Regions from separate parts of the Mus musculus genome. Here regions 2, 3, 4, 5, 6 and 7 are each linked to region 1. The links are chromatin contacts, called in public Hi-C, HiChIP or PLAC-seq and promoter capture Hi-C maps. All regions are on one chromosome and are shown on one strand. The core of a region is the stretch at or near the end of the contact, and the rest is flanking DNA. Distances in the headings are between cores, read along the strand shown. Region 1 holds the start of Elovl7 (ELOVL family member 7, elongation of long chain fatty acids (yeast)). Region 2 overlaps Pde4d (phosphodiesterase 4D, cAMP specific). Region 3 overlaps Pde4d (phosphodiesterase 4D, cAMP specific). Region 4 holds the start of Dimt1 (DIM1 dimethyladenosine transferase 1-like (S. cerevisiae)). Region 5 holds the start of Kif2a (kinesin family member 2A). Region 6 overlaps Pde4d (phosphodiesterase 4D, cAMP specific). Region 7 overlaps Pde4d (phosphodiesterase 4D, cAMP specific).

Region 1 (3,662 bases), core at 676-3,175:
GAGGCAGGAGGATCTGAAGTTTAAGGTCATCCGAGGCTACACAGAGAGTTCGAAGCCAGCCTGGAATACACGAGACCTTGTCTCAAAATAAATAAGAGGGAAAAGAAAGGTGGGTATGATGAGTGATAGTATGTGTTCGCTTTGGGAAAGAGGAAGTGTGGTGAAGAGCGATGGGAGGGGTGCAGGCTGAGACTGACAAAGGCAGGAGAGATCTGGAGAGAGCTGGATAAATCCATAATTGGGGTTAGGGAGTGGTAGCAGGAGGCGGGATGGCTGAGATTTTGCATCTTGGTGACTAGGTTAATGGTGGCGGAAACCATCTTCTACGGGAGCGTTGGGAAGGCCTGGGGCACAGAAACGGAGTATTATAACGTCTCCTCAAAGATATTAGACTCAACTGAATACACAGGGCCCCTGGATTGTAATTGAAGTTAAGTAGACTTGAAAAATGAGGTTTTAGGAAGTCAACCTGTCAATCTAATTTTTTATCTTTTAAAGATATCTATCTTATAAAGGGCTGGGCACGTGTGGTTCACACCCCGTAGCAGGGAGACAAGAAGAGGGATCAAGAGACTGATATCAGCTTTAGCTGCTACAGTAAAAAACAAACAAGGAGGAAAAGGGGCCAGAGATTAAGTGTCCCGGGCCTGATGCTTGAACCTGCATAGTGCTTAGTAGCAGTAAGAACCAAGAACTCTGGGTTCATCAGACTAGCAGAGTGGCCAAGAGCTCCTGGCTGGCTGGAAGCCAAGCCCCAAACTGAAAACAATATCTACTTGAAGACTGACAGGGTTAAGCTCTCAGTGTCAGGCACACAGCACTGGATAAGCATCTGCTATGGGGTAAAGGGAAAGGGATTTTTTTTAAACCTAGTCCTCGATGACCTTGGGGAGAACAATTTCCCCCGAACAAAAACTGCAAATTGTAAACCACAAGCGCAAAGTACGGCGGCGGCGGCAGTCACTAAAGAGGATGAGTTTTATACAAGAAACGCAAAACAGGAGTGAGTGGAAGAAAAGATGACTTGGGAGCTCGGAGCTGAGAGAAAACGCTCATGGGCAGCTTCAGGGACAGGAGGGAGTTCAGTAGGCAATCGCCGGGTCTCTGAAACTATTGTTCAGTGGGAGTGGGACTTTTGTGCCTTGCTGCCAGCCGGACCGCTCCCACCCCGAGTTCCAGTTAGTCCCCAAAGGCGCTCCTCTGAATCCGGTAAGTTTGAATCAGCGAGGGCTGATAAGAAAGAAAGGCCCACTTCACACCACAAGACACCTAGGCGATAAATGACAGGAGTTGCCACTCCGTCTCCAGAACGACCTGTTCCACAGCCGTGGACTCATCCTCCCTCCCTGGCCCGCAGCAGTCACCGGGACGGGATGCTGTTCCCGGAGCCAAAGAGACAGCGCCCTGAGTTCCCTCGGGCAGGCGGGACGCACCCAGAAGCAGGAAGAAGGGATAGCTGGTTTGTGAAGAGGAGTCTGGGAAGCCAGGACCCGGAGCCGAGAAAGTGACCTCCGCGGTCCAAGGTCGAGCAAGACCTTCCCTCCTTGAGTCTCAACCGCAGCAGCTCAGCACCCCATGCCCCGGAGGGCCCCGATCTTCCCTAGGGGTACAGGGCTCCAGGGCTCCGGGAGGCACAGGTGAGCGCGGCGCGCCCGACCAGCGAGCAGCACCGCCAGGAGGGAGGCCCTGCCCGGCCCCACGCCGCTTCCTTTCCCGTGCGACCCCCAGGGGCTCGACCCCTTCGGCTCGCGCGTCCTTCCCCCGCAGCCCTCCGCGCCACCCCCGAAAGCCTCGCCCAGTCTGCTGGGGCCCGCAGCCCCGCACTCACCGCGCCGAGGGGCGAGCAGCGCGCGCGGGAGCCGAGGGCGGCGGCGGGCAGTGCGAGCGCAGCTCTCACAGCGGCCCCTGCTGCCGGGGCTGCGGACCAGGCTGCGAGGGGCGGAGGCGGTAGGGTGGCACCTGCCGGCTCTCCCAGCCCCGCGCGTCACCCGGGACCGCCCCCCGGCCCGCCTGCCCGTCGCCGCCAGGTGACGCCGAGGGGTGGGGTGTCATGCCAGCCTCTCCCGCTGCCGCCCTCGCCGCGGGTAGAGCCTGGCCCCGAGCAACCCAGGGTGCAGTAGGGGGCCGGTTCCCGTCCGCTCTACTGGTGCCCTTTCTTTCTGAGAGTGAATACCAACATCTGGATTCATCCGCATGCTTAACCAAAATACTATGGGAATTGTCGTCCTGCTTGACTCTAATGGATTACAGGACCGGTCGAGGGAGGGCGCGGCTGGAGGGAAGAAGGGATGAAGGAGAAATAGGTCTCTAAAATGGAGACCAGACCAGTAAAGATGCCCAAGCCAGATTTTGGCAGCTCGATCCCTTTTAATTATTAAGAATGAATTGTTGAAAAATAGGAGGCGCGGGGAGGCTTTTAGTGCAATGAAGAACAGACTGTATGCAACTTTTTTTTATGGTGATCAGAACAAGGAACAGAGTCTAGCAAACTCCCGTCTCCTTCACTGATTGATGGATTGGAATTGCTGAACTGGATGAATGTAGGCCTGTGCTTGTGCACTGGACTTTTTTTTTTTTTTAATGAGCTAGTCCTGTGTTTAGTTATGATCATAATAAACACTGTAACGATTTCTAAATCAAGCACAGGAAGGCAAAATGTAAGTCTAGAGGTATCTGCTTCTATAGCAAAACCTAAAACTAGAATTGATCTTTCAACTAGAACATCCCCTATCCTCCATCCCCCTCCTACACTCCCGAGAGTTTGCCTTCCCTGTGCGGACTGCCTCACCACATGGGCTCTGCTTGCTCTAGAGTTCCTAGCCTAGAATCAGGGTAAGAAGTCTCTTGACAAGTAGAGACCTTGCATAGGGAAAGCAAAAACAAGCAAGCAAGACAGCCTTCCATGACCCAACCCTAGAACATTGAAAATAAGGTTTCAGTGTCTACCTAAAACTCTGGGCACTCCCACTGAATAGTCAAGGAGACAGCAACTCCCAAAGGACAGAAGTTCAAATGCAAATTAAGACGCTGAAGATATCTTCTACTGGAGATGTAACTTGGTGGTAGAGGGCTTGCCCGGCTTGTGCAAGTTCCTGAGCTCAGTGCTTTACATCAATCAAAAAACAAACTAATGAATCCTTGTTTATGCTCTTCTTTCATGTTACAAATAAGTTGTTTGGTAGATTTGGAAACGCCTTAAAAATTAGAGACAATTGTCACATGCCTGTCACTGTTTCTGTCTGTATAAAATTTCAAACATGCAAGAGCCTAATTAGATTCATTTAATTAGATTTAAGACCTATTTAATGCTGTTACCCCCACCCCACCCCACCCCACCCCAGGATCTAAAGATCCAGCAGACAACCAAAACAAACTAAAAATGTTCTGTCTTTTCAGGGAGGGAACTTTCAGTCTAACCAGAGCTTACAATAAAGTTAATACATAACCAGGTCAGGAAAAAAAAAATGTGTTCAGGTCCTGACAAGCACCACGGGAAGGGGAAGGGCATGGGGATTTTTGAGGGGGGATGGGAGGGGGAAGCTTCATTGTTGAAGGCCTCTGTGAAAGGAGCCTTTTGCATCTCGTGTTTTTGAGATTCACTATGCAGCAGAGGCTGGGAATAAAACTTCTGATAGTAACCCAGGCTATCCTCAAACATATAT
Region 2 (3,662 bases), core at 515-3,014, 1.7 Mb before region 1:
TATGTTTAGGGTCACGTGAAGATTTCTCAGTCACAGGTCACAAGTGGGTTAAGTTTAAGAAGCCTCACTTTAGCATACAGTCCGAACTTCTAGGGTGCCCACTGCAGCAATTTAATCTGCATAGAAATACCCTAGCAAGCTGTAACATTCTACAGTGACACTGAGCTGGCCTTTGTGATCAAATGACTCTCTGACTGTGGCATCCAGATCACGGGAGGCCTTACACATTTCACCTTGCTGCTTGAACGTGCCACAGTGCCGATATGAAGGAGAGTCTGAGGAAGTCATGTGGACTTTGTGGAAGAGGAGAGGGACAGAGGGAACAGAGAGCAGCCCCAGGAAAATCTGCACACATTTCAGTTACTAACCAGGGGAGTTTTCAGAGGCTCACAGCCCGGGAACACCTGATCGCAACACACCCCAACACCCCCGACCTCACACCACAAGATAGGAAACACCTTTTGAGATAGGGCCATGAAAAGGTAATCAATGAACAACACACCTGGGCTGTAAAGAGAATAGCTGTCACACAGTCAGGAAGCCACAGACAGGGCTGGGATCTGAAATCAGACAGTGTGGCTTCACAGTACTCTCAAGTGACAGAGAGTAAAGTACCTCATAGCACTGCACACAGCAGGCAGTACTGCCTGTGTGTCGACGGAGGACGATCGATCGTATATGGAAGAGTCGAAGGCTGACTTAAAATGGGACAGCATTCAGTAGGGCAGGGAAGGGCTGGGGGAGGTGTACGTACGTGTGGGCGTGTCCCACGGGACTGGCTCTCACAGCACCTCAGACTCAGGGAGGTCGTCTTAGCAGCAGTAGTTTATCACACAGCACTCAGGAAACTGAAAACATCTGATCCTATATAACCAATCATATTCGTTTTATACCCTTCTACATAAAAATGAAAGACACAGAGGGAGATGTGTAGTAGCCAGGAATAAAGTCAATATTAAGTAGGTGCTTACATATACTGTTAACGCTTAGATTATATTGACAGATGAAAATGTGATTATTAATTCCTCCATACAGAATTCTGAGGCATAACTGAAATTCAGACGCTAAATTCAAATAGCTATCACAAACTAGGGAGCCTCTGTTTGTTTTTCAAGTGCCTTGAGATAGTTTTAGGGGGTGTCAATAACAACCCAGAATTCGTTTATAATCAATCCTTTAAATTATATAATTTAGAATTTACTTTCACATGATAAAAACTCTTTCCTGAGAAACTCTATTAAGAAAACCTGACCGCTAGTAGATCCACTGAATCTATTTGTATTTGGCGCCCCCTAGTGATAAACCACATGAATTTGACTTAACCAGCTCTGAGGCCCAGACTGGCATCACAGACAAAATGGGAGGGTTTGAATAGGGAACGAGACTAAACCAAAACATGACAAGGCAGAGGCCCAGAGAGATCAAATGTACCATTTCATAAGTGGTATCTGCTCTTGAGAGTATCATAAACATTTAAGACTGACCTTTAAGACCTAAGTCATCCTCTGAAACATCCAAGACTAAACCATGACCTGATTTTTTTCCCCCAAAATGACTTTATTTAAAACAGCAAATAAATACCCGAAACACTTATTTAGAAAGAGTCTGACACCGTACGTACTATGTCTGTTGAGGAGTTCCTGGAACCAAATTAACAGGAACCTAAGTTGATGTTTGTATTTTCATTTCTTGGCTAAGTGGATTGACTAAGACACATTAACATATGTGGTGGTTTGAATGAGAAACGAGAATATCACGCATAGGCACAGATTTCTGAATACTTGGTCCCCATGGGTGGTGGAGTTTGGGCTGTCTGAGCTTGTTTAGAGGTATGGCCTTGCTGAAGGAAGTCTATCCTAGGAGCAGGCTTGAGGTTTAAAAGCCACACAACTCTTCCTGGCCTCTCTCTGCTTCCTGCTTGCGGTTCCAGATAGGAGCCCTCAGTTTTCCTGCCCTTAGCCACAACACGTCTCTTCTGCCATAATGGAACACCGAGTCAAACAAAGCCTTCCTTCTACCGGTTGCCTTGGTCATGGTGTTTTACTGCAGCAAGAGAAGTGACAAATTCACACAGCGTTCTCCATTCATTGATACAGCTTGGATTCATATAGGCAGCTGTGTACATCCAAAGCTATTTTGTCAGCTTAGCTGAAATCACCATCATCACGGCTATCCCTAGCATGACACTGGCTTCACTGAGGAATAATCAATGCAACTGGCCAAAGGCCACATGAAGGGAGGCGTCTTTGCTTCTACGTGTGAACGGAGGAGGTCAGCCTGTCACCGGTGGCACATGGCATGATTTTATGCAAAGGATGTGCTACAGACTCCATCAGAGCAAACGCCGAACTGTTACAACTAATTAGCAAAAACCAACGCCTAAGAGGATGCTCTCGCTCCGCATCGAAAAGACAGACGATGCTCACTGGGTGCTGACTCTAGTCCATGTTCTAGATCTGCTGGCCAAACCCAACCATTCTCAGAAGCCGTGTGCTTTCCGAGTCTGGCCACTCTTGGGAAGTTTTGTCCCTACTCACCGGTCTGTTCTCTTTCTAGTCGGGGAGAATCTGCCTCCCATTTTTAGCACATGAACATTCCCCTCTCGTAAGACGGGTTTGGGTCTAAGGCAGAATTTCCCAGAATGCAATGTAAAGAACATCTATCTTGTAAAACACCTTCAGATGATGTCCACTGTGAAATTGTCATTTTAGACACAAAGCGAAGCATTTATGAAGGTTATATACATTAACATAGTCGAAAGATGTACTATGTATGGTATAAGAGCTATACTATGTAACCTGGTTTATATTTACCTTTTATTTAACATTTCCCAAACTAACTTTACTACTGAACCCTTCTTATGACCAGCAAGTAGCAACAGCCCACAGCACTGAAGTTTCATAGAGCACTCCTCCAAAAGTAACAGACTCCCCGCACTAGATACAAGTAATTTTTAATAGACATTCACTTACTATCTCCACAGATGACTGTTCAGTAGCTACCTAGGAGCGGAGAAGCAATAAAGCGGCAGACCAAGTAAGTAAACAAGTAAACAAACAAATAAACAAATGAGAAGAGGCCAAACATTAAAGTCAGGAAAGCTCCCCAGGTTGAGAACTGAGACGGGACGCAACGACCTAGAAAGAGACAATTGCAGTGCTGTTCAAGAAGTGTGTGCACAACCTGTCTATCAACTGGGAAGACATCAATGCGGGTCATGCAAAGGCTGGAGAAAGAGAGGGGGGTGGAAGATCAGGGAAGATTGGCTGATGGACAGCAGCAGGAGTTCTGGTGTACCCTACAGAGTATGCCATGTATTTCAGAAACCTAGAAGACAAGACGTGTTTTCACCACAAGGAAGTGCAAAAGAGGTGTATTTCACTTGATTTAAGGGTTTCATTAAGTAGGCATGTTTTGTAATATCACATGATGGTATCCTATTAGTACGTACAGTTTTTTTTTTGGTTTTATGTATCAATTAAACACAGTGTCCAATTTTAATAACTAAAGAAGACTTGAGGCAGAATCCACCATGCAGAATGAGGCCACGAGGGAGGACACAGAGGCATCCTGGAAGGCTCCGAGGAGATGGTTTATAATTTAAACCCGGCATGGTTTACATCTGTAACCTCTTCAGACAGGGGAAGAAAAGAAGCTCTGGG
Region 3 (3,662 bases), core at 416-2,915, 1.4 Mb before region 1:
TCTCTCTCTCTCTCTCTCTCTCTCTCTCTCTCTATATATATATATATATATATATATATATATATATATATCAGGGTTAGGGTTAGGATATATATATATATATATATATATATATATATATATATATATCAACTTATATAAAATATAAATTGACTTACATGAAAAGGTGATAGCTTTTAAGCAAAAAACCAAAACCAGGGGCAGGATGGAGCAGGGGAATAAATGTACCCTTGGCTTTGGCCCTTGTGAGGATTTGAGTTTTCACCCCTACATCACAGCTGTGAGACAACTGCCAGTGCCTTGCTGGGGTCGTGAGGCACAATTAGTGCAACGAAGCTTAGATAAGAGATCATAGGTGTTGGCTCACTGGAAATTTACATAATGGCAGAACTGTGTGGGAAACACTTGATATTCTGGGCAGAAGGTAATCCTTTCTGAAGTATAAAACAAACCAAAACAGAAAACCAACCAACCAACAAACAAAAAACCTAATTTCCACCAAGAAAAGTTACAATCTAAATGATCCTTCACATTTATAACATTTACACTGGTCAAATCCGGGCAAGTGTATGTTTGGTGAGTCTTGCATGTACTTCTATGTGTGTAGAAGATCAGAAAAAGAAAGGCAAAAAGGGAAGATGGCAATGACAGTCGAAACAAAATGTAATGCCTTCCAAAGTTTCCAAAGTCCTTTCTAAAAATTATTATTATTGTGAGAATTTGTAAAACTAGGAGCACTGCTATTCACAGGGAGAAGGGAACATTTTTATCAAACCATCTAGCTCATTGCTAAATACCAACTAAAACGATAATTTTATTGAACACAGAGGGACGAATCCCAGACGTGTTACCCACAGGCACCTCTCTTCTGCCACAGCGTTCCAACTGCAAGAGCAGAAAGGATCCCCCTAGCACACAGACCCTTGCTCTAAAAATACTGACCTCAGCTTCGAAACCACAGAGCATAGGTTTGCTTGTGTGGCTGGGATGGAAGGCATTGGACGACGGGAGGGAAGTATGAGTTAGCAGAATTCTGGAACTCAGATCTAGAAATCACAACTTCAAGATAAGGGAAAAAAAAACAATCAATCTATTGCTCTCTTCTGGAGTGTGCACATGAACATGTGTGCTTCCTGTGGTACTCTCACATGCTTATTACAGGGTGCAGGCATTAAGTACAGAGACGAAGCTATTGGGTATCTCATAATAAGAGTTGCTAATAAACAAATCCTTTATTTTGCTAAATCCCCTTTCCAATGATCATCTTGGATGATTCTCACGGTAACACTGGCATTTAGCAAGCTCCCCAATTCCGAAAATCCTCAGACCTTGAAACTGGATTAGGTTTTTGCCAAACTAAACAACTAAACTAAGAATATTTGTCAGCTTTCCTTTCAGGTTAATTTTTCCCCCAGCTTTCTCAGTATGCTGAATTTAACAACTAACCTCGCTCCTGGACCCTCCCAGTACAGCAGATCTCCAAAGCCGTTACCAAAGGGTAGCAAACACACTTTTACTGACAACAACCGAGAGAAGGGAAGCAATTACCGTCTCCTCTGTGGCTTAATATCAATTGGCTTGTTGATGGCATAAGGTGATCCGTGAACATAAGCGCTTCGGAATCTAGCCACCTTCCCCAGACCTAGGTGCTCACAGCTGGTTGGCAGACTCATTGTATCCCAAATCAGGAAGTAAAAGCAAATCTTAGTGGCCAGCTCAGCATTCCTGGGAAAGCTGGAAAGAGCATGTCAGATAATGGCTTTCAGCCATATGCTGCTGCTCTGGTCGCTGGGTGCTGCTTTTTCTTCGAGAGTAAACGGGTGTCTCCCGGAGGCTACATGCTGTACCTTGTTTTCTGTTCATGGATACGGAAGCTTGTTGCTTGCTTCTAATCAGAGTTGTGCTCCAGCCAATTATTGGCTGAGCAGATGTAGGAGAGATTCTGTGGCTCGGCAGAAGCCTGTTTCCACTCGGAACTACCCTCTGAGGAGACGGCAGGTTTTAATCCATTTTTATTTAGGTCTAAGAGAATGGCAACCTAATGTACTAGTGGCTAAATAGCTAGTTGTTAACATATACTTCACGCACACATGTGATAGGCAGAGCATAATCAATTACAGATCCATCGTCCTAAACTGACTATAAAGACTTAGAAAATGGTATGGGCGCATGGAAATGATAATGGGTAACTTTTTAATCATTAGGATCAAAACTTGTGGGTTTTCCTTCATAACTTACTATTCACAATGGCAGTGAACTCAGCCTCTTAGGGACAGAAAAATTATTAGCTGAAGTCCATGTGTGATAACATGAACCAATTACCGATTTCTCCCTTCACTAGCAACACTCAGATATGTAAATTCTCCCCGCTCTTTGGGTGAAGAACTATTGAAAAATCTAATAGCAACGCCTTTGCTAATTTAAAGAAATAAAAGACAAGTTGGAGAAATTAGGAAAGATTGCAAATAATTCTGCTCACGACCTCAGTCTTATGATGAAGTTACAGGCTTAACAAGCTCACAGCTTTCAAGATTCATCATCTCCAGTGAAATCCTGTAAGCCCTTGTGTGCAAGCCAAGACATCAAGAATGTAGCGTATTGGGCAACTTCAACAGTTGAAAAACGATTTCCTGCAGAGAGTGATGGGGAGCACTTGAAATACCCCTCAGAAGGTTGAGGTAGAGGGATTGTGAACCTGATGCTAGCTTGAGCTACATCGAAGACAGTGTCTCAATAATTCTTACTTGGGATTTGAATACATACAAATATGAAATCCTTTAAGAAGCTTTGTTATTAATGTGTGCATGTTGTATATATGATGTGTGTATACACATATGTGTGTATGGCATGTGTGTGTGAATGTTTGTAAGGTGTGTGTGGGGTGTGTGTATGTATGTTTGTGTGGTGTGCATGTATGTTTGAATGATATGTGTGGGTGTATGTGTGTATTGTGTTTATGTTTGTGTTGTGTGTGTGATATATGTGTGTTTATGTATGTGTGTGGTGTCTGTGTATGTGTTTATACAAGGATATATGTGCTGCTATGGCATGCAAATGGAAGAGAACAACCAACCATTGAGAATCAGTTCTCTCTTTTCTCAGTTAAAGCCTGGGAATTGAACTCAGGTTTCATTCATTCACCTTTAGCCATCGAAACATCTGATCTGTCTTGTCTATCCTACACAAACAATTTCTTTAAGAATTCACAGAGGCAGGCAGATGTCTATGAGTTCCAGGCTAGCTTGGTCCAGGTCAACCAAGGCAATATAGTGAGATTTTTGTCTCAAGATCAACAACAAAAATGTCTTGGAACCAGTGATCAAATATATCAAAAGTTACTTTTAATGAGGCGACTAAAGTCAGACACTAGACAATTTAACTTCAGAGTTTAAAAATGTAGATGATTTTATTCAATTGTTTTATTTTATATATTCTGAGCTATAAAATGATGATGTGGGATTTTTTTTAAACATGTTTTACCTGTCTTTGCTCCTAGGCTAGCCATGAATTTATAGGCTTTGGTTATCCTACCTGTCTCACCCTTCTAAGTTGCAGGGACTATAAATAGTTGCTACCATTCCCGGCCATACTCATTTAGACATATCACATTACACAGAGATATATAAACAAATATCTTCTCTTTTTTCACATTAATTGTATTT
Region 4 (3,662 bases), core at 354-2,853, 1.3 Mb after region 1:
CCAGCACCACATCGGTAGGTCTTAAAGCAGCCTATAAATAAACACAACTCCTTTATGCTCTGGCCCACTTGAACACAAAGTCTGTAAGTGACTGTTTCTGTTTATCAATGTACAGTTAAAGACATTTTACTCTGGCTTCATTTTTTTCAGGGTTTATGTGGTTAACAGCAGTAGTACCTCAAAGGCATTAGGTATAAGTGAAAACCTGTATTTCCTAACTTAGGGGATATACTCAGCTTCTGGAGCCAGAACAAAAGCAAGAGCAATCGGTTCTACTGGTGGGTTCCTGCTTTCTACATTGGCAATAATTCCAGCAAACTGTAACTAATTGTAACTTCCAAAGAGTTCAAATGGGAAAGAGTGCATTCAAATGGAAAAGATTTCTCAATTCTTAACCACTGTACAGTTTTAAGAATATAGTAACCATACAAAACGTTACCAGTGTGCATATGCTTATGAGTAGAATATTCGGTGAGACTGGAGAACTATACTCTATGGCTCCAGGATGCTCCCTGTACCGTCTGTATTTTACCTCCAGGCCCTCAATCCTCCATAAGCACAGCACAGTAACCCATACAGAAGGAATCCTCCAAACAGTTCATATGCAGTACCATATCTTTTCCTGAGGAACAAACTCAGTGTGATTTGGACGTAAATTTACGGTCTGGAATAAAAAGAGTAACGATGATGTACTTAGAAAGTGATCAAAATGATACACGCTTGCAAAGTGGAGTTCAAGGCTGGCTTTGACACACACCATGTTTGAGGCCACCCTGAATTACATGAGACCCAGTTCCAAAAACAAGATGGAGCCTCCAAAAAGTGGAAATAATCTGGAAATCACTGGGCAATTCTCAACCCATCCAACATATACATACAGAGCAACTATTCTGTCAGGCACCCTATCTTGGTTTATATTTTCTTAGTATGTAGGCTGCGGTCGAGCATATCACCCTGCCTCAGCTTCCCCAAATGCTGGGATAATTATGGGCATGCAACTTAGGCATACAGGCATTAAGTAGTCAGAAAAATACAATCCACAAACGCTCTGCCTTTCATCGTTAACACCCACCTTATCGATGATGCTGTTAACAATTAGAGGATTTTTCAAAATGTGTTGTCCGATCCCTGTGTTGAACATGAGTCCTGAAATAAAACACGAAGCAGCCTTAATTTCCCAACTTTTCAAGAACCGATCTCAGGCCGTCCCAGAGAAGCAGGATGGACCCGGGACGGTTTCTGCTCCAATGCATCCACAAGCGCCGCGCTCCCGGCCGGGGTTGGGATGTATCTTTGAGTCCATCCATCCCTCCTGCTGGCAAGGAAGACCAGGCGCGCGCGGGGAAGGGTCAGCGCTGAGCGCCCACCCTCCTCGGGGCGGCTAGAGGCGCAGGCCACCGTAGGGCTCCCCCGCCGCGGGTCAGTCCCAAGCATCCTCCACACCGCACCTCCAGCTCGCTTCAGCTCCCGGCGCTGCTCCTGACGATCCCGCCGGCGGCTACTCGCTGCGGACTTGGCCTTCGGCATCTTCTCGGAGGAGTCCCTGTGCCAAGCGAAAGCAGCCGGGAACCGCGTGGAAGTCGCCCTCAGTCGCCGTCACGACTAGGCGCCCGAGAGGCCCACTTCCCCGCCCACTGCGATCACCGACCCACCCAGTCAGCGGCAGGCCGGAGCCCAGTGGCTGCTGGGAATTGTAGTCTCTTATGGGCTCCTCCCGCGGCAAGGCGGACTCGAGCCCAGTGGCTGCTGAGATTGTAGTTTCTGTCTGGTGAGCTCCTCCGGAGGCAAGGCTGGCTCCAGCGGGTTAGCCACCGGATTTTAGAGTTTTAGCTGGAGCAACAACTTCCCCAAGAGCCCGATTTCCCAGAGGAAACCGCGCCGCTCAGGCAGGCAGTTAGGATTGGTTGGGTCTCGGCAAATTGGGTGCTTCATTTGGCACTGCCCTGGGACATTCTGATATCTGCGGAAAGATCTCTCGTGTCTCTCCTGTTTCCCTGCAGGTTGTGGGCTGAGAAGCCTAGGCTCGATGGACACGGAGCTTGGTGGTTTAGGGTAACATGTCTCTCCGTTGTGGAAAGCAGTTAGATTAGAATTAGCTCTCGTTCCAACACGGCACTTACTGGTTACTTCTCTATGCTTTTTGTTCATTTTCTCGTCGTTTTGCTGAGTTCCAGCACTGGAATGTCATAGTTAAAATATGCTGCTCTCAATGTTTATTTATTGAAAGATAAAGGCTATAACAATTTCAAAACCCTGTAAATGGGATTGATTACAGGTATGTGTTGGATATTGTAATGGGATTATACGCCGGGCTGTAACATACAGAATAAAAGATTCATGGCTGTTTTTCTTGCCAGTGTAATGTTTCGGTTTTAATTTTTCTGTTTGTGCGCTGAAGAAAGTCTTTGCAATCAACCACCAAAGGCTACTGCTAAGAACCTGTTCCGTAGCCTAGGTTTTTGTTTGTTTGTTTTGGTTTTTGGTTTGTTTTGTTTTTCAAGACCGGGTTTCTCTGTATAGCCCTGGCTGTCCTTGGAACTCACTTTGTAGACCAGGCTGGCCTCGAACTCAGAAATCTGCCTGCCTCTGCCTCCCAAGTGCTGGGATTAAAGGCGTGCGCCACCACCGCCCGGCTTTTTTTTTTTTTTTTTTTTTTCTCGTAGCCTAGGTTTTAGTCCTTCCTTTCTTTGCTGTAATTCGAGCACAGGGAAAGTTCTAAAATATCCTAATATAATCTTTTATTTATAGTCGACTATTATGGGGTTCCCACCAAGGAGCACTTGAACACTGCCTATGAGCCAATGGAAAGCCTTTCTTCCAGCCGCAGGTGACTACAGCTGGGTATTCCGGACCCAAGTTCATTCATCTCTGAGCCTGGAAAGCCCTCAAGGTTCCCATCCCGCAGTTGCAAGCTAACTACAGTTACAAAAGCCAAAATACGCGATTAGCAAAAAAAAAAAAAAAAAAAAAAAAAAAAAAAAAAATTATGGCGTTGTTTTTCTTTCTGGAACTTAAGCTTCCCCTCGCAGTTACTGGCACTCAGCAATTCAAAGTTCCTTCGTGGAATCTGAACATGACATCACCACTGCTTTTACAAATAGCTTATTTTTAAAAGGGGGAGGTGTGCAGTCTCACACACCTAGCAATACCCCAGACTCCTGGTCTACCTCCCAGGGACATGGCGCCAGCCTTCTCTTCCCTATGGCAGCAGCACTGCGCATGCTAGACTTCACACTCGGCCCCAAAGCTGATGTTGAGACCATGCTGAAAGGCCTTCAGTTCATTTTTCAGATGCAAGGTCACTGCACACCTATCAGGACCACAACAATTACAACCTAGGCTAGGTACACGAAAATGGCAGCTTTGGTAATTTGAGAATTTTTCTGCATGGACATTCCTGGACTGTCAGCATTACGACAGTGATGAACAGGACAAACAAGAATCTGACTACTTTTTGAACAAAACAGAAGAAAAAACTAAAAGAAATGAATCAGGACAGTGTAGGGGTTAGTTCTAATGCTCAGGTTCTCCAACTGGCTCTTGATCCATCAATAAAGATACCAGCGCCCGATGACTGAGAATGGGGAGGGACACTTAGAGTTGAGTGGGAGGACGAAGGCAGAATGGAGAGAGCTGGGGAAGAAGAAGGAGGAGCTGTAGGA
Region 5 (3,662 bases), core at 378-2,877, 1.2 Mb after region 1:
ACTTTGCAAGAATCCCTAGGCAGAAGAGTCATCTAGGCTGGAGTGGGTGGAGCAGGTTTTACAAAGACAGTAGGCTTTCAGGGCTAGCAGTTTAGCTCACTTGGTAGAACACTTGCTTGTTGGTGTTGTAGTTGCCTCTCTTTCTGGGATAAAGCACCATGACCAAGACAACCGACAAAACAAAAGTGTTTCACTGTGCTTATGGTTTCCTAGGTTTGAAGTCCATGATGGTGGAACAAAGGCATGCTGGCCTCAACACCTGAGCGCTCACCTCTTGATGCACAAGTAAGAGGTCTAGAAAGCTAACTCTAAATGGTGTCTTTTGAAACCTCAGCGCCTGATCCTAGTGAAACCCTTTCTCTAATAAGGGCACATTTCCTAATCCTTCCCAAACAGTTCCAACAATGGGGACAAAGTATTCAAGCACATGAACCATTCTCATCCACAATGCTCTCATCACGTACAAAGTCCTGGATTCTATCCCCAGTACCACATAAACTAGAAGTGATGGCTCACACCAGTAAGGCATTCAAGATTATCCTCACTACATAGCATGGTTAAGGCCAGCTTAGGTCAAATGACACCCTATCTAAAAAAAAAAAAAAAAAAAAGTAAATAACAAGTGAAAAATGTAGGGAGGTGAGAGGAAGATTTAAATAATCAGGGGGAAGGAGAAGAGATCATATTATCCTAGATCATGGGGGAAGATGAAGAAACCAAGATGCAGGAATGGGCAGGCAGGGAGTAACTGAGGAGAGTAGTAAGTCATTCTACAAAGAATTTACGACAAAGCTGGTGGAGGTTACACTTCAGTTTACACGCTTGTCTACCTGGCCCCCTCTGCTTGGCACTCTCCATGTTGCTGTAGTCAGCTCAGCCACATGACTGCAGAAGAGGCTCATTATTCAACGTTCTTCAAGTCTCTGCTCTGATTTTGAGTCATAGCTGCTGGAGTTAGAGACTAGGGCAAGTAAGCCTTGAGCTCTACTGAAGCAATAGGATAGCAGGACAGGCCCGCTGGTAGCCCAGGAGGGCTTCGCTTTGAATTGCAATGAGCTGGGAAGTAAAGGGCAAGGGGAGGTCTTCGTTCCTACTCAGGGTGGACGACACCCTTTCGACCCTCCATAATTGATGGGAAGCCTGAACCAGGCATGCCCCGGCCTTAATAAGGTTCCTCAAGGACCGGCTGCCCCGGAGTGGCATGCGATCTGACAGCCACAGAAATGCACTGAGCCAGTTCTTTAATCGGTCAGTGCCCCTCAGTCCCGCGCCCCGAAAGCCTCGATCCCACTCGGCCCTCAACCCGTTCCTGCGGCAGCGTGCACGCGGAGCGGGAGCTCTGGAAGGACGTCGCGAGTCGTTTCCCGCGCCTCGTAGGCCGCCGCGTGCGGAATCAAACCCGGCGCGGGTTCGTACCCGGCCGGGCCGCGCGCGCTCCCGTTCCCGTTCCCGTTCCCGCGGACGGCTCAGCCCCGCCCGCCGCCAGGCCGCAGCCGAGCTGGGCGGGGCCGCCTGCAGCCCGAGCGCGCGGGCGCACGGCAGGAAGCCGCGGGCCGCCGGGTGTGCGCAGGCGCGCGGCGCCCCGCCTCTCCAGCGTCCGTAGGGGCGGGCGGCGCGAGCCCTCCCACTCTTCCCCCGCGCCGCCTCACGGCTGCGGCCCTCGCTTCACCCGGACGCCCGGCGTGCGCGCCCGCCCGCCCGCCCGCCCGTCCGCCCGCCCGTCCGCCCGTCCGCCCGCAGGCCCGGGGCTTCAGCCCGCTCGTCCGCCGCCGCTCTCGCCGCGGCCCCGCTCGCGTCCACGCTGCCTCCCGGACCGGCGCGGACGCGGGCCACCGCTGCCCCTCCCGCCGCCACCCCGCCCCCTCCCCGCCTGTTTCGCCCGCCTGCCGCCGCTCCGGATGAGGTGATGGCAACGGCCAACTTCGGCAAGATCCAGATCGGGATTTACGTGGAGATCAAGCGCAGCGATGGTGAGCCGCGCCTCTGGCCGCGTCGGGCCGGCTGCCCCTTTGATTGCTCTACGGGTTGTGGGGGCGGGAAGGCGGCGGCCCGGCGCTTTTGTGTGCGGCGTTGTGCGGGTGAGGCGGGCGTGGGGTCCGCCCGGGCGCCGCTGCAGTGCGGGGCCCCGGCCGCAGGGCGGGAGCCGCTCCCGGGTTCGCGGTCCTCTCCCCCCAGGGGACTCCGTTAGGGTTGCCCGTGCCTCGCGCTGCCTCTACTCTGCCTTTTACCGGTCTCTGCCTCGGTGGCGTGGAAAGGGTGGTAGCGTGAAGATCGGGGATGTCGGCACCGAGAGACCCGACTGGCAGCCAGAGGCCATTGGGGAGCCATCCGGTTGTTGTTAAGTGCTATCCGGTTGTCAGGCCTCTTTGCCTGTTCTCCCCCAAGCATGCTGCTTTCTTCTGCTGATCCAAGTGCAGAGAAGGCTGCACTCGGCCATGAAAAGGGGTGGGGGAGTAACGGGAAAGAAATACTCGGTACGCTTCACCAAGGTGATGCTACTGAAAGGGAAGGAGAGGATGGAGAGAGGATGGACGCAGTCCACGGGAGACACTCCTGAGAGGGTGGGCGACCGGATGTTGATATTTTCACACCCTGGGGAGGTAACTGAGAGAAGTGTAAGGCGAGGGGAAGAGACATGTTTAATTCATTTAAAAAAAAAGACCCATAGGCTGCTTATGGATGTTGCTGTAGGTTCCTCGTAGGGGGGAAATATTTTTATCACTTCTAAGTGTAAAGTGAAAATCATCCATATTGTAAATGAAATAACTGAGTAGAAGGGGATGAATGAAATGCTAGTGTTAGGAATTGATTCTTGACTGCATCTCACTTGTACCCAATTCCTTTTACTTAATTGTGGCCTATTCACCATCCTTTACCGCAATTAATAAGGGCATGGCCAAAACACCCATTTCTTGGTTTCTACCAAATTTGATCAAGTCACATCAGTATACATGAGTAGATTGGTTTTCCTGTTATTTATGATGTGTTGGAAGTGGTTAGTGATTTTTTTTTTCTCTCCCTCTTTGCAGCTGAAGTAATTTGGTAACTGGAAGGATTATTTTGTGTATTATATATTTTTGAGAAAATACATTATAACTTGTAGAGCTTTAGAAGTTACCAAACGGAAAAGGGATACTTTCTTTACTTGGATTGGAGTTTGCTTTATCAATTCTCTGAAGATGACTTTCTTGCAATCATTATGCTGTCTAATGCCATTTTATTTTTTGGTGAATGTAGGTTGGCAGTATGTTAACAAATATAGGACTTACATGTTAATTCAAAACTTGAAGTATAATAAACTGTATATTCTTTACAGTCTTAAAGATCTTAACTAAAATCATTACAAAATAGCTCTATAGTCAAGTGATTTTATCTGAGATGCCATTTTTTTAATTATGCATTGAAGTAATTTTGGTTCTTTGGTGATTCTAGGATATAGGTTTATAATATTCTTTCAGTCTTTAATTTCAGCCTATAGCAGAAATTGTGATACACAAAAGCTTTGTATTTTCAAAAGTATTTTCCTCAGGAAGTAAGTGTGTACATTGTGTATTGTCCTAACTGATAGTGTAAATGCTTATACATCATGTAAATACTTACATAATGCCAGGGAGCCAAAGTAGGTAACTTTGTAAAAACAACATTTAGAATTTCTTAGTTTG
Region 6 (3,662 bases), core at 447-2,946, 1.1 Mb before region 1:
AGGTGACTACAACCAGATGCTTGCACTTACGGAACCACTTCAGTTTGTTAGGACCAGAGTTTCATTTTGTCTTGTCTTGTCTTGTTTTGTTTTGTTTTGTTGAGACAGTGTTTCTCTATGTAGCCTTAGAAGTCCTGGAGATCACTCTGTAGACTCAGAGATCCACCTGCATGCCTCTACCCTCCCAGTGGCATTAGTGCCCAACAAGTCACCATAGTTTTTGAACTATGGACAAATTACTACAGGTAAAATGCAACCATGGACCATTTAATAGCAATCCTATAATGTCGCCTTCAAGTTTTGATCACTTTGAAAGGTCATACTTCATTATTGCCCAGTAGGACAATACCACAAATGCTGTGACAAGAAGCTGGTGACCTTGACTTTTCAGGTGGCCCTTGTTATAAAGCCTGACTTTGATGTGTCTAAACAGGCATAAATATAGAACTCATGATGAGGTCGATTAGGACTGTAAAATCTTCTGGGAGGAAGCTGTCTAGAGCTTTGTAGCTTAAGAGATTTAAAAGCAGACAGAAAAAAAACAGAAAAAAAAAACAGAAAAAAAAAACAGAAAAAAAAAACAGAAAAAAAACAGAAAAAAAAACAGAAAAAAAAACAGAAAAAAAAAGACAGAAAAAAAATAAAAAAAGAAGAAAAAAACAGAAAAAAAAATAAAAAAATAAAAGCAGACAGATCAAAGCATGTGTCATTGAAAATCCCGCTGGTTGTCATAAGAGAAGGTGTAAAATTGCAAGCCCATTCAGTTATGTCCATTACTATAATGATTTGGAATAGGCTGGGCTGATAAAAATGAAAGGTGAGTTACCAAGGGTCATAGTAGTATTAATCACAGGTCATGTGCCATGGATACTGAAATTTCCTTTTGAACAGCAAAGACGGCTTGGGTTTGTGTCTTGTTATTTATTTTTATTATTTGCTGGATAGCTATGGTAACAGCTCTGATTCGAGTGCCTGGTTTCCTGACCATGGACATCTGCGTAAATGCGTCTATCCCAAACAGTCATTAAGATAGCGAGGATGAGTCACAAGCAAGATGAATGTGAGCCAAAAGATTTCACGGTACAGGGGAAGTCTATGCTGCCATTACATTCTCAAAGCAAATTTTGGACAGGTAAGGAGCAGTACAATCACACCACACTGCATGCTCTCACATCCTCACAAGTCCAATACTAGGAAGATTAGAGTAAGTCAGGAAAGGACTGGAAACCCCTACATATCCAGAGTGATGAATGAGAAAGTCTGGAATAAAGGGTCCTTTATCTTACAATGAACTACTCTTTGGTAGTTGAGCTTAGGATTGTTTATGAAGGGAACGTTCTGGGGTGATGCTCATTATAGCTCTATGCTGTGTAGAGTCTCCAACTGTCAGTACATTTCTTATAACACATCTTCTAAAAATCATTCCATTTCAAATTCATACTGCGCCTGTTTTAAATGGGCCACCCTGTATATTCTAAAAGAGCTTTTTCCAGTAAAGAACTGTGTTGATGTAAATCTACGTTGGCAAGAGCGTCATCAGAGTCAGCTGGGAGTGACAGGCATGTTCTAGCCAATTCTGGACAGTGTGTTGAAATATGCCTCCAGGGCTACAAGAACAAATGCACAAAAGCATGCCCACGTCTTCACGGGAGTGACGTGCTGATCAGCAAAGCTTGGCTCTTTTAGCACATAACACATACCAGGAGCGTTTCTTGAGGCAAGCCAACGAATCAATCATAGCCAGGGCTACATAATCCCTACAGGTTAAAAGGTGCCAGGGCTCACCCTTTCTGTTAGGGAGGGGGAGGTGTGTGCGAGTTACTTTGTAGAGCCCACTCTTCCGTAGACACAGAGCAGCCTGTTCCCTAACAGCAACCGCCTCACATAACCCAGATCCACAGGCAGGCAGTACAAACCCAGCCATTCGAATTTCAAAGAGAAAGCTATCTTCTGTTAGGTTTTACAGGTTTTCTTTTGCTTACTAGTATAATAAAAGGGTTTGAATGTATGTTAAGATGTGGCACAAACTTGCTATTCTGTCTTCCAAAAATATTTACAACACATAAAATTGATTCATTTAGTAAAAGCAGTCTCACCATTCTAATTGCATAGATTGATGCAGCAAGTACAACATATATATCAGTGTGTGTGTGTGTGTGTGTGTGTGTGTGTGTGTGTGTGTGTGTGTGTGTGTGTGTGTTCAGTTTCTCATTATGTAGCCTTACACTCTCAAGACGAGGATTGTGTATCTGGTTCAGAAAAAACAAAGCAAAACAAAACAATAACAAAAAAAAAAAAAAAAAAAAACAAGCACAAAGGAATCTTCAGTGTTTGCAAATTTACCCTGTGGCCACACATCTGGAAACTGGCAGTTTCCAAGTGACTTCCCCGCACCTTCTGTTGTGTAATTCATCTCTAAAACATAAATATATAGCAGAGAAGAGGAGGAAATGTGGCTTTGCTCCATGAAATGCTGACCACACAGACGGCTGCACGTGGCTAGCCATCCGGAGTCCGACCCCTTCTCACTGCTTGAAATGAATGAAAACAGATAGAAGCAGAATACTGACTTCACCAAAGGAAAGACTTGCTCCTTCAACACACATGGCCTATTTGTCACGGTAGGAACTCCAAGGCTGCCAGGTGGTTGCTCACCATCAAAAGGCTCTGTGAATCCTGGTCTTCCTACACATTGCAGGATGACTTCTGAGCGGCAACAGGCTAACATCAGTGACGTCTCCTGCATCTCAGTATCTCCTCTGACTCTTTCTCCAGCACTCCTAGTTGACCATTATGGACCTCAATGTAGAGGACTAGAGAGATGGTTCAGCAGTTAAGAGCTCTCACATCTGACTGGATTTCAGTTTCTAGCACCCAAATCAGAGGGGACCTCTCCAGTGAGGATCTGACCTCCATGCGTGTTTGCACTTACAATTACTCACCAGTTCGTATACACACACACACACACACACACACACACACACACACATAGAGAGAGAGAGAGAGGGAGAGAGAGAGAATTAAAAATAAAAACAATTTAAAAAATCACCAATTTCACCAATCTGATAGAGTAGCTATCTTTTCACTCACAGTTTGGCCCTCCTGTCCGGTAGAGATAAATGGATAAGTAGATGGCTTTCACACTTCTCTGCAGCTTACAGACTGTGACTTATCTCTCCCGTGACCTAAAGCTTCCTTTAAACTCACATGATCAGTCTATTACATTTAGGTTCAAGAGTTTCACAGAAATTCCTGTACCCTCCTTTTCATTACTGAGAGATTTGGCACTCTCTCCCACACAAACCTGATGTAATTGAATTGTGACTTCTTCTCGAAGCCTCCCTTGATGCCCCTTTCTGGGCCACCATCACCCTCATTATGTAGCCTTACACTCTCAAGAAGAGGATCATGTATCTGGTTCAGAAGAAAACAAAGCAAAACAAAACAAAACAAAAAACAAACACAAAGGACCTGTGACCTTATTTTCATAGCCATATACAGTGTCACCATTGCCAGCAAATTACACCATAATCACTTCATGGGTATTTCCAGGCTTGTACTTTGTGGCTCATTCTCTCTAGTGTTCCGACTCTAAAAAGTTTCTGAATCTATCAAATGCTTGAATAAGTTTCACTCTATAGGCCCATATTGATCCTTGTCAA
Region 7 (3,662 bases), core at 449-2,948, 1.0 Mb before region 1:
GGGGAGTCAAAAAGTGACTGGAGCAGAAACACCATGAGAGAAGCTAAAAACCATTAAGTGAGAAGGAGTTGGGAGAGATTGTAATAACTCTGGGATGAAAAAAAAAAAAAACGGTCAAGCAACTTGCTGTTGAAACAGATGCTAGCTTGCTTGTAAAGAGCATGGGTGTCTAAATAGCATTCCATTGCGCAATGCTTGTGAATATAAAGAGCTCCTCGGACCATCAAAAAGCCCGATAACGCATAACTGCCACGTCCAGTGCAAACAAGATTTTGTGGGGGAGGAGACAAGAAGGGAACTTGGCTGGTGGCTGGGAAATTTGAGTGAGGGCATTGAATCCACCATGGGATTCTCTGGTGTGGAAAAGACAGATCTAGACAGTGACCCTTCGCTAAGCAAAGCTGAACTAATCTTGCTTAAACCAACTGGAGCCTCCGGTGGTCAGGAGGCAGCTGTGTCTCTGGGCGGCGGAAGGGGGGTTGGGGTGGGGCAGGGCAGGGCAGGGCAGGGTGGGGCAGGAGGGGGTGTAGCAGCTCTCAATAGCTGTGGAGTGACCATGGGGCTTCTTCTCACAGTGAGGGTAATGGGGATCTTCGCCAACTGTTACTAGACGCCAGGAAATAAAATTTCCACAGCCCACAAACAATAAAAACCTCAACTAGTTTTAATGTGGTAGCAGCCAGAAACCAAGCTTCCTGTTGTTGTTCAAGGCCCCAAAGTTCACATTTACCCCCAGGTGAGTCCGTCCTGTCTCCACTGCTGCCCTCCTCCTTTTAGGCAGCGAAACAGATCAACAGGTAACTCTGGACTATGTGTCTATCTGGGAGAGTTATCAATTGCAGAGTTACTGAAAATGACTTTATGAGAGTCCGTATGCAAATACGTGTGTTCAGCCATAAGTGAACTTCAAGGAAGTACGGACAGATGATAAAACTGAACAGGAAGAATTCTCAGAATGTGTCAAAGGATTTGCTCTACCTCAGGGTAAAATCGAAAAGGGCATCTCATTCCTTTTTTTCTTTTTTTTCTTGGTTGTGTGAAGTAGGAGAACCTGAAATGCAGGTTTCGATATTAAAATTAGTTAAGGAAATTGGTGACTTCGGGAGACTCAACAGTGGAAAGGGAAAATGAAGAGGAAATAATTACAGTTGACGTTAATTGGATGACTCATGACAAATAGAGAGAGCCCTTGGAACACAGTGCGCAAACAGCCAGTGCGGGTTAACTGCCGCTCACTGGGTTTGGTTTTGCTAGGGGGAAAAAAAATCACAAGGCTTCAGCACAGAAGAGGAAAAACTTTTTTTTTTTTTCCGATTGTCCAGAGAGACCACACATGTATTTGGCAACGGTGCATCAATGTCCGGCAACTCTAGCTAAGATGGTGAATGATTGCAGAGCTCGGGGGAATTCTGGGATTTACTTGGGGTGACAGCAGATCCCGAAGCTCATCGTCCCTGTTCTTCGCCTGACATATTATCCTTGTACTCTTATCTTTTTGACCCTTGTAAGTACAGACCTCAACCCTCTTCAAAGAGTCATCACTTAAAGGTACAGTGGAGACAAATAAAATTGTTCAATAAATAGTATCCGAAAGTAAGGTCTACGAAGAAGAAAATTTAAGGATTCAAGACTGAAGACTCTTGAACCACACGGAGTCCTTGCCCTTTGCCTCACCCATCTGAGGAAAAGGGCGTCAGGAACACACAAAATGTTTCTGGTTAGAATCAAAGCTCCTATCATGGAGCAGAGGTGACAATACTAACTAAAGACTACCATCTAGTGGCCATTTCGAAGAACTACATGAATTAACAAAGAAGGCCAACAATTCATGAAAACCTGTATTAGTGTTCTCCACTTTGTATCAAGGGAAACAATCGCTTAGAGATACCTAAATATGTGGTAAGTGTTTTTTATTATTAGAATCTAGTTGAAAGCCCATACTAGGTCACAAGACGGCTCAGATGCAGGCCCACAGTGTTGTCTTCATCAATCTGTTTATAACACTAGTGTAGGAATCTACTTACAATACAATATTGTTGCAATCTAAAACACCCTGTATGGAAAGGACAGAAATACAATAAATATGAGTTGTATTGTTATATATGTATTCAGTAATGTAAATGGAGAATTATGACTCTCTCTATTCGGTTGTTGACTCCCCCCTGATTTTCCCTGGACTACCGATTCACAGACTCCCAGAAGCACCGACTCCAATAGCCCCAGAGTCTGAATGACTACCTGGATTCATGAACTCTGCCTGTTTGAGCTTCAACTATTAACTTAACCCTAAAGTGAAGTCTTAGGTTCTCCAGTTCTCCCCATTACCAGAGACAGCTGCTTCGTCTCCTGAAATGCCAGCCTCACCCATGAGACAGGATGGTGAAGGTTAGAGTGAGAAGATTTAGTCAGATTAGGTGCCTGGTCTCCAGGGTGCTTTCAATTCTGACAAAATAGATATTGTTGCCATCAGTGACCCCTTCATTGATCTCAGCTACGTGCTTCAGCATCCTACCCACAGCAAGTTCTATGACACAGTCAAAGCTGGGAACAGACAGCTTTAAAAAGGGGGGGACCTCTAATGACTTCTTTTGTGATTGGGTTACCTCACTAAGGATGATGGAGTATTACTCAGCTATTAAAAACAATGAATTTATGAAATTCTTGGACAAATGGATGTATCTGGAGGATATCATCCTGAATGAGGTAACCCAATCACAAAAGAAGTCATTAGATGGGTATCATCGGGAGCCATCTTGGATCCGGGACTCCGCCGAAAGTAGTCTGCACAGGTGAGAGTGTGCACTACAGAAGCTAACAGCTTCTGGGACAGGCAGGAGCCACAGAGCTTCTGAGGCAGTCCCCTTTTCGGCTCCAGACATCTGGCCACCTTCCCGGCCAGAGGACAGGTGTCTGCCTGGCCCGGGAGAACTTTGTCTCAGCATCGGCGGGAGCCATCTTGGATCCGGGACTCCACCAAAAGTAGTCTGCACAGGTGAGAGTGTGGACTACAGAAGCTAACAGCTTCTGTGACAGGCCAAAGCAACACAGTTTCTGGGAAAGGTCCTGTTTTGGGCCTTCATCTTTGGCCAGAAGGGAGGTCCGAATGCCAGATATCTGTGCACCTTCCCCGTAAGAGGAGATTGCCTGCAGAGTGTGCTCTGACCACTGAAACTCAGAGGAGAGAGCTAGTCTCCCAGGTCTGCTGATAGAGGGTAACAAAATCACCAGAGGAACAATCTCTAAACAGAGACAACTATAACAACTAACTCCAGAGATTACCAGATAGCGAAAGGTAAACATAAGAATCTTATTAACAGAAACCAAGACCACTCACCATCATCAGAACCCAGCACTCCCACTTTGCCCAGTCCAGGGCACCCCAACATACCTGAAAACCTAGACCCGGATTTAAAAGCATATCTCATGATGATGGTAGAGGACATCAAGGAGGACTTTAATAACTCACTTAAAGAAATACAGGAGAACACTGCTAAACAGGTAGAAGACCTTAAAGAAGAAGCACAAAAATCCCTTAAAGAATTGCATGAAAACACAACCAAACAGGTGATGGAATTGAATAAAACCATCCAAGACCTAAAAAGGGAAGTAGACACAATAAAGAAAACTCAAAGTGAGGCAATGCTGGAGACAGAAACCCTAGG

The links. Promoter capture Hi-C pulls out the DNA fragments that hold promoters and counts their contacts. Hi-C and Micro-C count contacts between places; a contact is called where the count stands out from the background. HiChIP or PLAC-seq counts read pairs in DNA pulled down with a chosen protein or histone mark.
Region 2: a Hi-C map of CD4 T cells shows a contact between it and region 1, with 5 times the contacts expected there. The contact joins the enhancer-like site here to the promoter of Elovl7 in region 1. A contact is called at or near these places in 1 of 15 datasets of contacts at CTCF or cohesin (large pre-B cells), 1 of 484 Hi-C or Micro-C datasets (CD4 T cells) and 2 of 115 datasets of contacts at active chromatin or transcription factors (astrocytes and forebrain).
Region 3: a contact with region 1 is called in a promoter capture Hi-C map of hippocampal neurons, with 4 times the contacts expected there. The contact joins the enhancer-like site here to the promoter of Elovl7 in region 1. A contact is called at or near these places in 4 of 39 promoter capture datasets (hippocampal neurons, liver, pre-B cells and 1 more), 1 of 484 Hi-C or Micro-C datasets (bone marrow-derived macrophages) and 1 of 115 datasets of contacts at active chromatin or transcription factors (astrocytes).
Region 4: a contact with region 1 is called in a promoter capture Hi-C map of pre-B cells, with 4 times the contacts expected there. The contact joins the promoter of Dimt1 here to the promoter of Elovl7 in region 1. A contact is called at or near these places in 3 of 39 promoter capture datasets (liver, neutrophils and pre-B cells).
Region 5: a contact with region 1 is called in an HNF4G HiChIP or PLAC-seq map of pancreatic cancer cells. The contact joins the promoter of Kif2a here to the promoter of Elovl7 in region 1. A contact is called at or near these places in 1 of 484 Hi-C or Micro-C datasets (CD4 T cells) and 4 of 115 datasets of contacts at active chromatin or transcription factors (astrocytes, embryonic stem cells, large pre-B cells and 1 more).
Region 6: a contact with region 1 is called in a promoter capture Hi-C map of hippocampal neurons, with 2.3 times the contacts expected there. The contact joins the enhancer-like site here to the promoter of Elovl7 in region 1. A contact is called at or near these places in 3 of 39 promoter capture datasets (cranial neural crest, hippocampal neurons and pre-B cells), 1 of 115 datasets of contacts at active chromatin or transcription factors (embryonic stem cells) and 1 of 9 other capture datasets (embryonic stem cells).
Region 7: a contact with region 1 is called in an H3K4me3 HiChIP or PLAC-seq map of embryonic stem cells, with 4 times the contacts expected there. The contact joins the enhancer-like site here to the promoter of Elovl7 in region 1. A contact is called at or near these places in 4 of 39 promoter capture datasets (the C10 cell line, cranial neural crest, embryonic stem cells and 1 more), 4 of 115 datasets of contacts at active chromatin or transcription factors (embryonic stem cells, large pre-B cells and pancreatic cancer cells) and 1 of 9 other capture datasets (macrophages).

The regions. Positions count from the first base shown.
Region 1 is chr13:108,212,667-108,216,328 of GRCm38.p6, reverse strand. Elovl7 (ELOVL family member 7, elongation of long chain fatty acids (yeast)) reads right to left here and starts at 1,925. Exons shown (of 8, transcript NM_029001.5): 1 at 1,829-1,925.
Region 2 is chr13:109,920,078-109,923,739 of GRCm38.p6, reverse strand. All of the region lies in intron 8 of Pde4d (phosphodiesterase 4D, cAMP specific), which reads right to left. Among named protein-coding and RNA genes, the nearest start is that of Mir1904, 18 kb to the right of the region's middle. Within about 2 kb of position 1,764, at least 18 of the 459 cell types and tissues checked have an H3K27ac peak or open chromatin away from gene starts, as enhancers often do.
Region 3 is chr13:109,579,599-109,583,260 of GRCm38.p6, reverse strand. All of the region lies in intron 3 of Pde4d (phosphodiesterase 4D, cAMP specific), which reads right to left. Among named protein-coding and RNA genes, the nearest start is that of Gm32703, 140 kb to the right of the region's middle. Within about 2 kb of position 1,665, at least 14 of the 459 cell types and tissues checked have an H3K27ac peak or open chromatin away from gene starts, as enhancers often do. A contact at or near this core is called in hippocampal neurons and liver, where this site is marked.
Region 4 is chr13:106,945,070-106,948,731 of GRCm38.p6, reverse strand. Dimt1 (DIM1 dimethyladenosine transferase 1-like (S. cerevisiae)) reads right to left here and starts at 1,603. Exons shown (of 12, transcript NM_025447.4): 1 at 1,449-1,603; 2 at 1,073-1,146; 3 at 1-31. The coding sequence starts at 1,527.
Region 5 is chr13:107,020,320-107,023,981 of GRCm38.p6, reverse strand. Kif2a (kinesin family member 2A) reads left to right here and starts at 1,627. Exons shown (of 21, transcript NM_001374727.1): 1 at 1,627-1,970. The coding sequence starts at 1,907. 3830408C21Rik (RIKEN cDNA 3830408C21 gene) reads right to left here and starts at 1,412. Exons shown (of 4, transcript NR_015471.1): 1 at 1-1,412.
Region 6 is chr13:109,276,760-109,280,421 of GRCm38.p6, reverse strand. The region is part of intron 3 of Pde4d (phosphodiesterase 4D, cAMP specific); the gene reads right to left. Among named protein-coding and RNA genes, the nearest start is that of Mir582, 46 kb to the left of the region's middle. Within about 2 kb of position 1,696, at least 56 of the 459 cell types and tissues checked have an H3K27ac peak or open chromatin away from gene starts, as enhancers often do. A contact at or near this core is called in hippocampal neurons and pre-B cells, where this site is marked.
Region 7 is chr13:109,227,472-109,231,133 of GRCm38.p6, reverse strand. All of the region lies in intron 3 of Pde4d (phosphodiesterase 4D, cAMP specific), which reads right to left. Among named protein-coding and RNA genes, the nearest start is that of Mir582, 95 kb to the left of the region's middle. Within about 2 kb of position 1,698, at least 151 of the 459 cell types and tissues checked have an H3K27ac peak or open chromatin away from gene starts, as enhancers often do. A contact at or near this core is called in embryonic stem cells and pancreatic cancer cells, where this site is marked.